3 separate regions of the Mus musculus genome follow, and regions 1 and 2 are each linked to region 3. A link is a contact called in public Hi-C and HiChIP or PLAC-seq data. All regions are on one chromosome and are shown on one strand. The core of a region is the stretch at or near the end of the contact, and the rest is flanking DNA. Distances in the headings are between cores, read along the strand shown. Region 1 overlaps Ccdc18 (coiled-coil domain containing 18). Region 2 holds the start of Tmed5 (transmembrane p24 trafficking protein 5). Region 3 overlaps Dipk1a (divergent protein kinase domain 1A).

Region 1 (2,833 bases), core at 323-2,822, 230 kb before region 3:
GTCCAGAAAAGACAAACCCATAGAAATCCAAACTATTGGGGCTGGTGAGATGGCTCAGCGGGTAAGAGCACTGACTGCTCCTCCAAAGGTCCCGAGTTCAAATCCCAGCAACCACATGGTGGCTCACAACCATCCGTAATGAGATCTGACGCCCTCTTCTGGTGTGTCTGAAGACAGCAACAGTGTATTTACATATGATAAATAAATAAATCTTAAAAAAAAATTCAAACTATTATTGGTTTCCCAGAGTGGGGTGCATTAATTGTAAAGAGGCACAAGGGAAGTTTTAGGTATAATAAAAATATGTAAGACTGGATTGCAATGACTGCTACAAACCTAAAACTCAGCTCAGTAGTATACTTTTGTTTTTTGTTTTTGTTTTCTGTGTAGCCCTGGCTGTCCCGGAACTCTGTAGACCAGGCTGGCCTCAAACTCAGAAATCCACCTGCCTCTGCCTCCTGAGTGCTGGGATTAAAGGCGTGCATCAACACTACCCAGCAATAGTATACTTTAAAGGATTGAATTTTCAACACATAAATAATCCTTCAATAAAACTCTTCAAAAATTCTGTGCAGTTCCTATATATGCATCTCAGAGGGCAAGAAAGGGTGAAAGGGTAAGAAAGGTGAGTGTGAGGAAATAGGTACCAGATGAAAGCGCCACTGAGCAAGCAAGGGTGAGGACAGAAGCTAGGAAAGCGGCCACAGAATGACTGACACTCTTTAACACAGCAGGTTCCTTTTCCACTGCACAGTCAGGTGGGCTAGATTTCTTTTCAAACATACTTACTGGTATCTGGGTTATCAGTTTTTCTAAACTCTTCAGTTCCACCCTTGAATTATCAATGTCCTGCTGACACAACTCTAGTCGTTCATTCTGTGTTGCAACACGAACCTTCAATTCTCGATTTTCATTTAATAAGGAAAACTTTTCTCGTACTATTTCATCTTTGTCCTCTAACTCCCTCTCTAGCTTCAGAATACATTGTCTAGATTCCGTTAACTGTGACATGACTTCTGAGTTTTTCATTGCCATAATCATTAATTTTTCTTTTCCACTGTAATGTTCTTCTTTTAACTCCCTGTGAAGAAAAAAGCATTAAAGTGAAATATGCACACATTTTCAATAATCACCTTTAAATACTCTCACTTTAAACCAAGGACACAACAAAAAAGGGAAAAGTATAGGCCAATATCCTACATAAAAATAGCAAAAATCCTCAACAAAATGCCAGTCCACTGAATACAGCCCATACTGAAAATTAGTTACAATGACCCAATGGCATTTATCCTAGGGATACAAGGATGAGAGGACAAGCATAGTAGCCCACATGTATTACCAGCAACCAAGAGATGAAGACAAAACAACTATTCTGAGTTTGAGCAGAGCCTGAGCGATACAGTGCCTCTGGACCAGCCTGGGCTACAGTGTGAGAAAGAAAGGAGAAAAGGATGATAACACCTGGTAGATGAGGGTTAAGCTCTGAGGTAAGCAGGGAACTTGTGAGAGCTGTGTCCTGACTATAAGAATGCCTCATTGTGGTTAAACGTACTTAAAGCTGCAGTTGCAGTCTTCCCACTAATGAGAAACTGAGGTGCCAGGGCACTTTCCTAACTGCCACACATGCATACTAACAAAACACTGTATACTCAAAGGATTTTTACCACATTGTGGTTTTGACAACTGTGCCCCTCTCACCTTTGTGAACTTTCAAGAGGATTATGGAAAGATCTTGTTCACCATGATCTGGGAGGGAAAAAAGTTACTACACCCACATGACTATGTCATCCACTACAAAAATAGTTTAAGTATCCACACAGAGGACTGATGGCTACTATCCAGCTGCCTCAGGACAAGTCACTCCAATCTCTCTTTGGAGTGTGCTTGTTTTGCTTTGCTTTGCTAAGTAAACTTCTGCTTAAACTGTATGTCTCTAGACAGAATTTCCTCTGAAAACAATTGCAAAGAAAGATATTTATGCTGGGCACGGTGCTGTACATCTTTAATCTCAGGAGGTAGAATCAGGTAGATCTAAGGCCAGCCTGGTCTACAGAGTAGGTCCCAGTACATCCAGGGCTACACGGAGAAACCCTGTCTTGAAAACTCTGAAAAAAACAAACCAAATTCATAAAAAAATAGGAATAAATAATTAAAACCAGGCAGAAATTACTGGCAATAGAGGAGCTGGCCTTTAATCCCAGAATTTGGGAGGCAGAGGCAGGCAGCTCTCTGAGATAAAGTCCACCCTGGTGTACAGAGAGAGTTTCAGGATACCCAGGGCTGTTACACAGTGAAGTCATCTTGGAAAAAGAAAGCAGGGAATTACTGAAATGGAAACAAACAAATGCAAAGAATCAGTGAGACAAAAAGTCAGTACTTAGAAAAGAAAAACAGGGGCCTAGCAAACACAGAAGTGAATGATCACAGTCAGCTATTGGATGGGTCACACGGCCCCTTATGGAGGAGCTAGAGAAATTACCCAAGGAGCTAAAGGGAACTGCAACCCTATAGGTGGAACAAGAATATGAACTAACCAGTACCCGGGAGCTCTTGTCTTTAGCTGCATATGTATCAAAAGATGGCCTAGTCGGTCATCACTGCAAAGAGAGGCCCATTGGACTTGCAAACTTTATATGCCCCAGTACAGGGGAACGCCAGGGCCAAAAAGGGGCAGTGGGTGGGTAGGGGATTGGGGGGGTGGGTATGGGGGACCTTTGGGATAGCATTGAAAATGTAAACGAGGAAAATACCTAATTAAAAAAAAAAAGAAAAGAAAAGAAAAACAAAGGCTGGGGAGGCAACTCAGAAATGAAAAGTCTCTGCTACTCTAACA
Region 2 (3,235 bases), core at 513-3,012, 210 kb before region 3:
ATGTCAGAAGACAGCTACAGTGTACTTACATATAATAAATAATAAATAAATCTTAAAAAAAAAAAAAAGAAAAAAAAAAGAAAGATCATGATGGGCTGGAGAGATGGCTCTGGGTTTAAAGGCATTGCTCTTTCAAAGGGTTGCCACTGATATTCTCAGCCCCCACATGGTAGCTTACAATGGTCTGTAACTCGAGTTTCAGAGGATCCCAAACACCCACAGACACAGAGTAAAATTAATATTCTTGAAATCACAGTAAAGGATGCTTTATTATTGTAATTACTAAAATAAAAACTAAAAAGTTTTAGAATTTCCACTCCTACTATAGAACTTTCTGCATAATCTTACAATTTCACTTCTCTCTCATATTCCATTTAATTTTTTTTTCACTGTAGCACCTCTTTCATTGCCTTTCTTAAAATTTGGGTTACAGATATTATTAATTCCCACCTATTATGTTCAAGAGTGTAATGCACTTAGGAAAACTCAATTATTTTGAACGGATAAATGAATAAACTGCCTTCTCCCTCCCTCACTCAGGTAAAAACGGTCCTGGTACATTAATTTCCCACGCAAAATTTCTCAGGAGTAGGGTGGATTGGAAAAAAAAACAAAAACAAAAAAACACCTCGCACCTTATTGGAAAAAGTTGAGGCCTAAAATTAAACGAGATATTTTGTAGATGTAAATGTTTCTACCCTTTTCTACCCTGTTTCTGGTTTTCTTTTTAACAAATTTGCTTCTGCATAAGCTGGAAGACTTCCCCAGTCAGTGGCTCAGGAATCCATGCTACTTCACATCTATGCAACATCTCTAGCTTCGTACAGAATAATGGAGGAGAGAAAAGAAGAAACTTGAGACTAGAAAATGCTGATCAGTACTGTAGGACACCATTTAAGTCAGGCTTTTACGTTCAGCAACTTGTGCATTTTCACGTAAGAATTTTCTAGCCGTTCAGAATTGGATACGTCTGGTATTTAAACATCCTCATTTTCCTACGTTTACCTGTAGTATGTGTACGTAGAAAGGCTTATCATCTTACCTATAGGGCGGCCCTGACAACCGTATCTTCAAGTCTAGTGAAAAATGAGTTCTCACACACGCACACTCATCGAGCGAAGGACAAGCACTTTACACTCTATAAAATCCTGTGACAGGACTTTCCGCTTGAGAAAGAGTACATGGTTTTATACAGTATTTTATTTCAAGAAAGAGGTCCTCCATCTGCCTGTAGGGAGTAGAGCAAAGTCTGGCAGCCTCCTTTCCGATTCTGCCTCAAATAAAAGAAAACGCCTCACAAGCAGGCCAGGCGCAGGTCGACTGTCCCAAGAGAAAACAAACCCCTCGGGAAAGCCCTTTTCCAGCCAGGAGGCGTTTGCTCACCACCCAGATCGCAGGCGGGGTTAGCGTCCCCAGACCACGGCGCACCGCGAGCCTCCTCTGCGCTCGGAAGCCTGGGACACTCTCGCAGCCCACGACATGGAAGCCTCTGACTCTCGATGAGGAGAACCAGCGAACCTCCGAGGCGCCGAGTTCGAACCGCCGCGGCAGCCGTTGGGACCCGCCTCCCGGGCCCCGACCCCGCCCACCACGCGGGGCTCTGCGAACGGGAGCGGGGCGCAGGGCATGCCGGGAAATGAGTCTGGAAGCGCGGATGAGCGGCGTGCCGTGGTCACCTCGGACTACATTTCCCGTCGTTACCCCCGCCAACGTTGATTGGCGTGTGTGAGGGAAGCCGAAACCGACAAGTCTGGTGTGAAGGAAGGATGCGAAACCCAGAAGGCAGCCGAAAGGGGACGCTGGCCCCGCCCTCGCCCGGCCCAGTGGAAGGCAGTGCTTCCACCTTCCAAGAGAGTGAGGCTCGCCGCTGCCTGAAGTTCCCTCAGATCGGGATTTCAAATCGGAGACACCAGTATCCCGCACCTCCCTACACGCGTCCAGGCAGAGATCGACAGGGATGGGCGGCAGGATGTGGCTGCCATTCCCCGTGCTGCTCCTGTCCGCTCTGCCCGCAGCGTTGCTGCGCGGGGCGGCCGGCTTCACACCCTCTTTGGACAGTGATTTTACCTTCACGCTGCCGGCCGGCCGGAAGGAGTGTTTCTACCAGCCCATGCCCCTGAAGGCATCGTTGGAGATCGAATACCAAGTAAGTGCGGAAGTGGGCTAGCCTTCCTTGGGCCGGGCCGCACCACATGGTCGCCTCTCACCTACTTGGAAAAGGTGGGACAGCGACCGAGGTGAATCCGAGGAGGGTCTCCTGGGAAACTGGCCTGCTTGGCGCAGGCGTACTTAAGCGGGGCTCCTGGGAGCCTGGAACTCACAAGTTTGGCCAGTCCTAAAATTGACACCTACCCTCTCTCTTCCCTTTCCTCTGGTCGGAAAGAGGCCAGCACTGGTGACGTCAATGGCGTTACTCTTTGTTTCTTAATTCCCCCAAGCCATTTCAAGCTAGTTTACATACCCTACAGTTCTGAGAAGTTCGCTGTAAGGGGTTGATACACGTTCTTCTTTATTATTGGACGAAGTGATAACACTTGTTTGACTCACTCTCACCACTTTCACCAAATCCCGATATTATAAAATCGGCACGATGTTTTGAATTGTGGCTGGGCAGTGGTGGCACACGCCTCTAACCCCAGCATTCCCGTGGCAGAGGCAAGTGGATCTCTGAACAGTCAAGGCTGCATAGTGAAACCCAGTCTTGGGAGTATTGAATTGTGTCCATGCGAAGATCTCTAAGTCAGATTTTGAAATGTGTTGAAATGGACTGTTGCTGTATTTAGTGGTACATTGTCATCCCGGGTGTACATCCATCACTTTGAAATCAAATAAGATAATAGTGTATGACCTTTCTTCCATTGAACTTTGTCAGCTTTCTTCCCGTGTCATTGTTTTCTTTTTAGTATCAGCAGAATACGCTTATTATTAAATCTTTTTTTAATTCTTATGTAAAACTTTTATATGTGGAGCCTTTGGGATTATTTATAGATGTTTACAGTAATTACAGGAAGTATCTAAAGTCATAATATACAAAAATCTCAGCACAACTAAGGTTACAGCTTAATATTTCTTGATTTCCACTTGTGAACAAAAGTTTAGCATTTACTGAACAATTAATGTATGCAAGGAATTGTTCCAGGAGGAGGAACAAACTGAGAAAAACCTGGTTCTCAGGAGTTTGGGGGTTCATAGGCAGGCTTTGTTTGGGCTTGATGGGTTTGGTAGGCTGTGGTTG
Region 3 (3,233 bases), core at 607-3,106:
AGCACTCGGGAGGCAGAGGCAGGTGGATTTCTGAGTTTGATGCCAGCCTGGTCTACAGAGTGAGTTCCAGGACAGCCAGGGCTATACAGAGAAACCCTGTCTCAAAAAACAAAAACAAAAGAAACAAAAAAACAAAAACAAAAAAAATGGATATAAGAAATTTATCATCACCAGTTCAGCCTCAGAGAGAGTCACGTGAGCTAGTGCTGCCATTGTTCTTGTCCCTGAACGTAAAAGCTCCTCGCGTAACTAATAACAGAGTTCCTTTCTGAACTTCAAATTGTTCCCCAAGATGTTCTACATCAAAGCCAGTAGTAAAAGCATCTCAGCCCAGCTTCACTAACATTCTTTTTCCAAAAGTTTTTTAAGGCTGGTGGTCATTGCTCACAATAGGTCTCTAAGTTCTTCTCTAGTGCAATGATAATAATCTGCTCCAGCAGCAATGCCTGAGAGAGATCAAGGATTAGTACTGTGAGTGCCAGAGATACTGCCCAGTGAGGGGCTGGAAGCCCCCTAGAGTTTTCACATAATTCTTAGATTAAGAGGGATGTGAGGGCAGCAAGCAGAGCAGAACTGCACAACAACATGATGTCCTCAGAACCATGCCTCAACTGAGAGACACCGTCCTGGCTGTGCTAACCGGTGAGCCAAATTCTTTCCATGAGTTCTAAAACCATTTATTATTCCTCCTGCGTGATCCTCAGCACTTCAAATTATCAATTGTCTCCCAAGTATTAGTGGTACTTTGTGAGGCTTAGGGATTAGTTCCGGGGACACGTGCTTGCACAGAACCTTGGGTCTGGTCCCCAGCACTCAAAAAATTAGAATGGAGGAAGGACCTGATGGAAGGAAGGAGGGAGGGAGGGAGGGAGGGAGGGAGGGAGGGAGGGAGGGAGGGAGGGAGGGAGGGAGGGAGAAGAGAGGAGAGAGATGGGAGAGACAGAGAGGAGAGAGGAGAGAGGCGTGTGGATGTGATGACTTAGCACCGTCAAACTGGGGACCTGAATTCAACCTCTGGTGCCACATGTTGGTTGTACAGAATTAATTCCCACAAATTGTCCACCACACTTGTCCTGTGGCACTTGAATACACACCTCTCCACACACACATACACACACAGAAAAAAAAAACTTTTGACTTGTGTCACCAATACCATTTTCCCTTTGTTTCATTCTGTTTTGTTTTGAGATGGTCTCACTTTGTAGCCCTGACTGGTCTAGAGCTCAAGAAGGTCAGCCTCTGTGCCCCAAGTGCTGACTTCCAAACTTTCAAACTTCATTTTCTTAGTTTTTCTTGAAATTAAAATGATACCATTTTCTTCTTCCCTTTCCTTTCTCCAGACCACACTCACACACCTCGAATTCATGGCTTCTTTTTCTTAAATTGTACATACATATATAATATATTCCTAAATATACAACTACAACCTACCTGCTCAGTCCGTATAAGGTTCATTTATGTAACTGATTTCAGGGTTGACTGTGTGGTGTTGGGTAACCCTTTGATGTGACTCTGAGAAGGCTGTCTACCCTGCTCATCGTTGCTTAGTTGCCTATAGTTCTACCTCCGGGTTGGGGCACTGATAGCTTCCCACTCTGTGTTAGCATACATTTTGGTTTCCTTGTTGTTCGTTGGTTTTGTCTTGTGTTTCATAAATATTTTCCAATCTTAAGTTTCTCCTTGTCTAGACTTAACCCTTGTGACTTAATTGTTGAAGAAATGGTCTCTTTGTATTGCATGTTTCCCACAGTCTGGAGTTTGCCACAAACTGTCCTTTGCTTCAAGGTTGCCAGTGCTACCGGCTGTCTCCACCATTTCCTGTGAACGGGTGGTTGCAGCTAGAGGTTTGATCCGATCCAGAGCTTCCTTCCTTTTCGGCTGTAGCCAATGGCAGCATTGTTGATCTCTTCTTGCACGGGGACTTTGTGTGTGTGTGTGTCTGCTTGGTGCACAGCATGCTTTGCAGGCTTTAATCTTAGTGGAGGCTCAGAATGCTAGCACGTGTCAGTTTATAGCTGATGATCACACTTCTTAGGTCCAGTAATCTCAAATGATTTTTAGACAGGCCTCTTGGGTCCATTGTGTTGCATGTGATTTAATTTTGTGGTGTGTGTGTGTGTGTGTGTGTGTGTGTGTGTGTGTGTGTGAATTCACTTAGTGCTATATAAAAATGTTTTGCATTAAAAGTGCTTTTACAATTAGTAATAAAACTCAAAGGACTCAGCCGGGCATGGTGGTGCCCGCCTTTCATCCCAGCACTTGGGAGGCAGAGACAGGCGGATTTCTGAGTTCAAGGCCAGCCTGGTCTACAGAGTAAGTTCCAAGACAGCCAGGGCTATACAGAGAAATCCTGTCTCGAAAAAACAAAACAAAACAAAAAACAAAAAACAAAAACAAACAAACAAACAAACAAACAAACAAACCCCTCAAAGGCCTGAATTATTTGTACTGGGATTCACCATCTGTGAAACCCCTTGAGGACAGATGTCTGAACTGCAGATAGAACCATTTCCCTTTGTGCTTGCTGAGTTGGGTGTGTTTTCCCTTTGAGCTTGCTGTCTCCTGCTCGTGCACCATGGCTCTTTAGTCTCTTTCTGCTTTCTCTGCAAGCTCATCCTGCTCACAGTATTCTACTGTTTCCAAGTGTGAGAAACTGGCTTGGGAATATAAAAGCAAAACTAGCTTTTCATTGTGTGTGTGCATCCTTAATTTATTCTGCTCAGTTCTATCTGTAGACCTCAGTTCTACTGTTTATTAAATCGAACCACTGGAACTCTAGATCCAAAAAGTAACTATCAGGCTGTGTTGACCAACCGCCACGTTTGAATATTGAATGGCTTGATCTATGGCTGATGTAGAAAGGCATCAACAGCTGAGATCAGATATCAGAGCAGCGCACACAAAACATTGCAAAGGGGAGCCTGTTGTGTAGCTTTGCCCATTGGCGTGCAAGGAATAATTTTTGCTTTTCTTTCTTTTTGTTTTTCTTTTTGTTGTTGTTTTGCTTTGCTTTTCTTCTTTGAGACAGGATCTTATATAGCCTTGTCTGGCAACTCAGTATAACTAACAATGACCTTGAACCTCTGATTCTCCTACCTCTACCTCCCAAGTGCTGGAATACAGGTTTCTACCAACATACCTGGATAAATCTTATTTTTACAGACTTGTGTACACACACACACACATACACACACACACACACCAGATCAGGCAGGGTTTTCCTATGTAGTACT

The links. Hi-C and Micro-C count contacts between places; a contact is called where the count stands out from the background. HiChIP or PLAC-seq counts read pairs in DNA pulled down with a chosen protein or histone mark.
Region 1: a Hi-C map of the P5424 cell line shows a contact between it and region 3, with 2.8 times the contacts expected there. The contact joins two enhancer-like sites. A contact is called at or near these places in 2 of 15 datasets of contacts at CTCF or cohesin (embryonic stem cells and pro-B cells), 82 of 484 Hi-C or Micro-C datasets (the 3T3-L1 cell line, the AML12 cell line, the AtT-20 cell line and 40 more), 6 of 115 datasets of contacts at active chromatin or transcription factors (T-cell acute lymphoblastic leukemia, astrocytes, bone marrow-derived dendritic cells and 1 more) and 1 of 9 other capture datasets (embryonic stem cells).
Region 2: an H3K4me3 HiChIP or PLAC-seq map of bone marrow-derived macrophages shows a contact between it and region 3, with 5 times the contacts expected there. The contact joins the promoter of Tmed5 here to the enhancer-like site in region 3. A contact is called at or near these places in 5 of 39 promoter capture datasets (the HPC-7 cell line, cranial neural crest, embryonic stem cells and 2 more), 7 of 484 Hi-C or Micro-C datasets (B cells, bone marrow-derived macrophages, cortical neurons and 2 more), 20 of 115 datasets of contacts at active chromatin or transcription factors (the HPC-7 cell line, the NIH/3T3 cell line, the SCID.adh cell line and 13 more) and 3 of 9 other capture datasets (adipose tissue, embryonic stem cells and liver).

The regions. Positions count from the first base shown.
Region 1 is chr5:108,159,715-108,162,547 of GRCm38.p6, reverse strand. Ccdc18 (coiled-coil domain containing 18) reads right to left here. Exons shown (of 29, transcript NM_028481.1): 9 at 790-1,081. Among named protein-coding and RNA genes, the nearest start is that of Ccdc18, 28 kb to the right of the region's middle. Within about 2 kb of position 1,572, at least 12 of the 459 cell types and tissues checked have an H3K27ac peak or open chromatin away from gene starts, as enhancers often do. A contact at or near this core is called in DN3 thymocytes, the P5424 cell line, T-cell acute lymphoblastic leukemia and 2 more, where this site is marked.
Region 2 is chr5:108,131,147-108,134,381 of GRCm38.p6, reverse strand. It overlaps Tmed5 (transmembrane p24 trafficking protein 5), which reads left to right and starts at 1,762. Exons shown (of 4, transcript NM_028876.3): 1 at 1,762-2,146. The coding sequence starts at 1,958. It overlaps Ccdc18 (coiled-coil domain containing 18), which reads right to left and starts at 1,468. Exons shown (of 29, transcript NM_028481.1): 1 at 1,384-1,468.
Region 3 is chr5:107,925,359-107,928,591 of GRCm38.p6, reverse strand. The region is part of intron 1 of Dipk1a (divergent protein kinase domain 1A); the gene reads left to right. Among named protein-coding and RNA genes, the nearest start is that of Gm26387, 20 kb to the right of the region's middle. Within about 2 kb of position 1,856, at least 78 of the 459 cell types and tissues checked have an H3K27ac peak or open chromatin away from gene starts, as enhancers often do. A contact at or near this core is called in B cells, DN3 thymocytes, the HPC-7 cell line and 10 more, where this site is marked.